Regions from separate parts of the Arachis hypogaea genome. Here region 2 is linked to region 1. Evidence: chromatin contacts called from public Hi-C data. All regions are on one chromosome and are shown on one strand. Each heading gives the region's core, a stretch centred on a gene start, on an enhancer-like site or on the middle of the called end of the contact. The rest is flanking DNA. Distances are from core to core; before and after follow the strand shown. Region 1 holds the start of LOC112796339. Region 2 holds the start of LOC112796344 (pectin acetylesterase 8).

The links. A called contact is a pair of places that touch in the nucleus more often than the background predicts.
Region 2: a Hi-C map of an unstated tissue shows a contact between it and region 1, with 2.6 times the contacts expected there. The contact joins the promoter of LOC112796344 here to the promoter of LOC112796339 in region 1. A contact is called at or near these places in 2 of 8 Hi-C or Micro-C datasets (leaf and an unstated tissue).

Annotation. Positions count from the first base shown.
Region 1 is chr4:13,924,763-13,927,848 of arahy.Tifrunner.gnm2.J5K5, reverse strand. LOC112796339 reads right to left here and starts at 1,692. Exons shown (of 7, transcript XR_011880978.1): 1 at 1,277-1,692; 2 at 104-1,116.
Region 2 is chr4:14,112,205-14,115,413 of arahy.Tifrunner.gnm2.J5K5, reverse strand. It overlaps LOC112796344 (pectin acetylesterase 8), which reads right to left and starts at 1,503. Exons shown (of 12, transcript XM_072235112.1): 1 at 1,321-1,503; 2 at 1,108-1,204; 3 at 459-536; 4 at 1-223.

The sequences.
Region 1 (3,086 bases), core at 443-2,942:
ACGACAATTAAAGAAGTTTAAAGGTTCATTAGTCAACACAACAAAAAATAAAAACATTCGAAACTATGCTGTTAGATTGATATGAGTTTAAGTAAATAGTTACCATGAATGGCAAGATCTATAGAAAGCACATTCGATGCAAGACCACCATGAATAGTTCTAGGCTCAGATGCCAAGGGGTTTGTTGCTCCAATCAACTTTCGGCCAGTTGCAACAACACCTTTACCCTCCCAAACCATGGCAACAATAGAACCAGAGATAATGTATTAGACCAATCCATTAAAGAAAGGCTTTGTAATTACTAGCAATTTGTGGAGTTTCTAAGCTAAATTGTTAGCTCGTATGTTAAGTAGTAACAAAAACAAAAGAAGTTACCTTTCAAGTAAAATCCCTTCTTCTCAAATTTACTAATAAACTCCCCAACCTGAAACAGAAAGTTGCTTTTTTTCAAATATTATAAGGGAGAAAAAGAACAACATTGACCTATTTTACAAAATAGCTACCTTCATCAACCTAATTACTAACAATTTCAAACAATTAGTAATGAACAAATAATTAAAAAAACAGTAATGAACAATAAACAACAACCAGCAATCAACAATGAACAATGAATAACAATCAACCATGAACAATGAAAAGCAAAGTAATTACTAGCATTTTCAAAAAATAACAACAAAATAATGAACAACAATCAGCAATGAACAACAATCAACAATCAAACAACAAATATATAGAACAATAAAACTGAAATTATTGATTTATTGATTAACAAGTTAACAACAACCAGCAGCAAGCAAGCAATCCATCAATGAATAACCAAGTCAGCAAACACTTCAACAAACAGAACAAAATCAGCAACAATGAATCAAATTACCAAAATAAATCAATAATTTAACCAGCAACAATACCTAACAAAATAAATCAACCTGAACTGAATCAAGAAAATCAAGATACACAACCAAACTAATTCCAAAAATTTTACAAAAATGGTGCACCAATTCCAAACTGAATCAAGATATACAACCAAACAGAATCAGAAACACAACCAAATTAATTCCACAATTTTTATTTGGTGCACTAATTCCACAAATTCTTCGTCTTTCACCTTCCCCTTTCCTGCATTAACATTGAATAAACAAAAATTCAGAACCAACCCTAAACCTGAATTACCCCAAATCAAAATAGAACAAAAAGTTCAGAATTAAAAAACAAAATCTGAATCCATAAGAAGACTAAAACAGAATTTAAAAAATAAATAGAATCAGAACAAAAAAACCTGAGATAGAAGGACAACACTGCTTCAATGACAGAGAAGAAGAGACTGGACACCGACACGGCTTCAACGACAAACGAGAGAGGGCGACGAACTGCAGCGGCTTCGATTGCGTTTGGTGCGTTCTGCTACGGTTCGTTGAGGACGACGACGGCTGTTGGTTCGTGGAGGAGACGGCTACTGGAGAGGTGGTGTGTGGAGTCGTCGAGGATGAGGGACAGAGAGGAGCGCTACGAGCCTACGAGGAAGGGAGAGGGAGAGGAAAGGACCGCACCGCCGCGATGGTGCTGTTCGGCGACGTCAATGGCGGAGAAGAAGGAGGAGGTCTGGCACTGAGACACTGCGCTAGAGAGACTGAGAGAGAGCTCGAGGAGTTAGGGTTCCTGATAGGGGAGGGGTGGTTGCGGCTAGATTAGGATGAATTGGGGAGGAAGGCTACTTTTATATTAGGGTTTTTTTAATAACACCGGTTCGGTTCGGTTCGGTTAGGTTTTTTTCTAACAAAACCGAAAACCGAACCGAACCGCAAAAAACTGCAAAAAAATATTTTTTTCGGTTTTTTCGATTTTTGATTTATTCGGTTATCGGTTTTTTTGGTTCGATTGGTCGGTTTTGTTCGGGTTGGATCGGTTTTGAACACCCCTAATAAATATAAAGAATAGAAATAATAAATCATCATAAGGAGTCACAATTATATCATTATCAATGTACAAGATACCAAACATAATGCAAAAGGAGTTATGTGGTATAATGTTTACACAAAGTCATAGCCATAGACTAAAAAATAACACTAAAAATTGCACATCTTTAATCAAACACTGTCTAAGACTGTTGTTCTTAAACTAGTACTCCGCATTGGATTGACTGGGATAAAAGATGTTAGTGGAGAGGACTTCTTTCTTTATGCCAACTTTAAAGGCCTTGTAGGGACAGCAACCTATGAAGGAAAAAAACAACACTAACTCTTTTTGTAAGAGATGCAGCACTTTTCCATGAGTTCCAATTTTAAGAGATGCAGCACTTTTACCATCATCATCATCATCCAAATACACCATTAACTCGTTGCCTACTAATATCTCTGGAATCGAAATACTATGCTCATAGTACAAATCAACCACTCCTTTATTTTTTTTATCACAAATGATTATCTTTATTAGTTCCTTGTCACTACTCAATTTCCTTAAACCATTCTCCAAGCCTCTACCAGGAAGGAGCCACCAGCAATGCTTTATGTCAATGCATATACCAACATTCCTTCTTTCTTTCTATTGAAATTTTCATAATATCGAGTAACTCATTCATCTACAAAAAATCACAGAAACATAACTTCAGAATGCAAAAATTTGATAAAAATTTTAAGATACAACAGTATAATAACATTCCAATCCATGCAAGCATCTTTTTTTAGGTACATTAAATATGGAGCTCATGGAAGGGATGTTATTTCTTGTGCAACACCTTTTATTCTTTTGTAGCATCAAATATAACCTTGACTATTACATGTATCTACTGCAATTCTGTTTTCAACTATTCGGATTTTATTTTTATGTAATTTTTAAAGTACATATTCACTTTATGTAATTTTATCCTATCCCTATCCTAAACAGAACGTAAACCCCAACCCACCCAAAAATGTATAAAACCCTAGCAAACTAAAGAAACGCTAACAGTCATCTGCATCAACTATATTAATAACACCGCCATTGTACCAGATAATCACCTTTAAAAAAAAACGAAGCTTACCTTCATTCACTCGATAATGCCGCATGACCTAGCTTCCAAGTGAGAAGAAGATGATCAAACGCATTTCGTC
Region 2 (3,209 bases), core at 254-2,753, 190 kb before region 1:
AGCATTTCAGTTTAGAGTTGTGTATCAAGTTATTTCCATGAACATAAAGCCTTGAAATATATAGTTTTTGGGTTAAGCCCACGAAACTTGGTACAAACTTGGTACATATTAATGAAAACCACCTGTTTGCTTTATTCTCTGAGAGAAAGGACGCCAAGTTGATACCTTCCTTATTGTGGCAAGGGATCCAGAGGGCATTGCTGCTACAGAAGATACTATGAACCTAATGAGAGACATCACGGAGTAAATAAGACGGAGTAAATAAGGGATATTCATTAGGATTTTCTCTCTTTCGCTACAATTAAATGGAATACTGTTCTTAGTTCTTAATCAGTAACATAGGCTTTCTTAGCTGGACTATGTGGAAGACTAGAAACCAGTCATATTTCAAAATATAGAAATTAATCCAGCAACAACAATTATCTTAGCAATTAAGCATTGTGAATCAGAAATCTTGCCTTTTGCTCGTTTATGCCTTGAATCAGGTGCACAGCCTTGTGTGATAACATGCCAAATCCACTTGAACAGTTTCCACACTAAAAATTGATTAAAAATGTTAAAATAGACTCAGACTTTGTATTTGGTCCTAGCTCAATATAATAACAACTATAGGAATTCATATATCAAACACCATGGTTTACTAATTGTATGCGAAAGTGATTACAATTAATGAATAAAACCGCTAGTTTATGCATACAGGTTTTCTAAATTTCATGAAACAAAAGCAGAAAAAATAAATTAATTACTCTATTGTAAGCAACCTATAAATGACTCGCAAGCAGATCAATGGTGTCTCGCTTAAGAAACTTCTTTGTTGAATTTCTCTTTCTCCTTATCACATTAATCCGATTCCTTGATTGTTTAATAAGCGATTTGCTGAAAAAAAGGAGATAAACTGCAAAATTGAAAATTGAAATTTGCATAATTACAATCAATGAAAGGTATTAAGAAGGAAGAAAAGAAGCAGAGAAATCAAAGAGGCCGTCAAAAATTTTGGAATATCTAATTTGGTGGCGCGAGGGGATGAGAAACAACGACAAGATGAACGATAGCTGCGGAAGATGAAGGGCGACAAGAGATTAGGGGTTCATCATTCACATCACTCACACTTTCTCATACGCAGCAACACTAATCACTCTTTCATCTGGAGCATTCCATCTAAAACCTCTGCGTCGAAATTCCATGCCGCAACAGATCTAAAAATCTTGGAGAAGAAGACGCATTACTTAGAGAGAGAGAGAGAGAGAAGAAGAAGAGAGAGAAGAGGTAATTAACGCATTCCAGAGAAGAAGAAGAGAAATGAGAATTTTCTATACAAACCTAGAAGTGAGAACGCAGATCGCATCAATGGAAGCTGTGAACTCTGAAGACGCATCGCCGGAGGAGAAAACTCACTCTCGCGCACTCTACTTGCTAAGCTAGGTTTGCATAAATGAAGTTTTACTTTAATTAATAAAAGAATATATCGGCGGTTCTAACTGCCGAAATCACAAAAACTGCCATATTCAAAAAAGAAGTTACGGCAACAACATATACCGCCGAAAATAAAGAAAATTATGGCAGTTACAAAGAACCGCCCTAATAAAAATGTCGTTTTAAACTAATTTTTTTGTAGTGTATTGCTATTGTTACTTTAGTCAAAGAATTACCTGAACCTTTTTATTATTGGTGTGTAATTCAAACTACAAATATATTCAGGTTAAAGCATGTATTTTTCATGTTTGTTCAAATCTATTAGAAAAGTGGAATGGTGCATCACTGAATCTAGTGATCAGAAGTGAAAAGAAACCTTATATGTGTTTTTTTGCATTTTATCCCTTGTAAACACTCTTGTTTATTATGTGATACAATGGTTGGTCTTAATCATAGATATTGGGCACATTTATTTGGATATTTAGATCGGTATTTAATCGGGCCATTAGTTTTGATAGATAATGTAAGTCAAGGAAAATGGGGAGAATTTGTTTCAATAACCATGAATGTTGTTTTTATGTTATTACTTTGAAGGCTCCTACAAAGACATGTATTGTGTGGTTTTATTTCTTTTTTTAGTATTTTCCGTGGTTGTATTTGTTCAGTAAATATTTTCGTTCTAGATAATCAAAATGGAGTACACCTTCACTGGATAGATAATTTGTGATTTATTTTTGGCATGGCTTTTTGTGTAGGACAAAACTGATTTATGGGTCTGCAAAGCTGTTACATTTTGCGAAAGTAGTTCACACGGATGGTTGGTGTGGATGTGATTGACGTCTTTGCTACCCGACTTGCTTTGTTAATAAATTTTGTTAGCATTTTGGATGGTTGCTTTAGTAAGTTATTGGTTGATTGTTGTATCTGATGGAAATTACACTTTTTTATTTGGATTGTTACTTGAGTATGTGGTTAGTCAGTTGGTCTTCGTAGTTGATGATCTGTTTTCATGAATTAAATTTTTATCTTAATTATAGATGGTTACAATAGAGATATTGGAAAGTTTGATGTTGATAAATCTTCTGAAGCATATCACAAAATAGGAAAAAGCTAGCTTCTTCAACACCAATAATTTGTTTTCTGTCTCAATACATCAGTATTTTATTATGATGCCTTCTCGTTCCAACAATTAATGTTATATCAATTGAATTATAAAATTATGATATAATTTATATTTTTTAGCTACAGGTTATTAGCTTTTTTTTTCATGTTATTCGCATGCTCTTTTGTGAAAGAAAAAATTGATTTGTGAAGCTGCCAAGTTGATGGATTGTATGAAAGTAGTTTACATTGATGATTGATGTGGCTATAATTGACGGCTGTGCTCCTCTTATTGGTTTGGTGATAATATTCGTAAGCAATTTGGATGATTGCTTTAGTAGGGTATTGGATGGTTGGTGTATCTGATAGACAATGCTCATATTTATTTGGATCATTACTTAAGTTTGTGGTTGGATAGGTGGATTTTGTATTTGCTGCTATGTCTTCATGAATTAGTTTTTTTTTATCTTAATTATAGATGGTTATAAAAAAAATTCTGAGGTTTGATTTTGATATATCTTCCGTAGCATAGCAAATATAAGAAAAAGACTAGAATCTTTGAGGCCAATATTTTCTTAGTTGCCTCAATACATCAGTGTTATATTCTCGTGCCATATAGCTCCAAAATACTAAAAACTAAAAAACAGCAACAAAATATACATTGACACACATTTTATATTCATTTTTTATTTTCA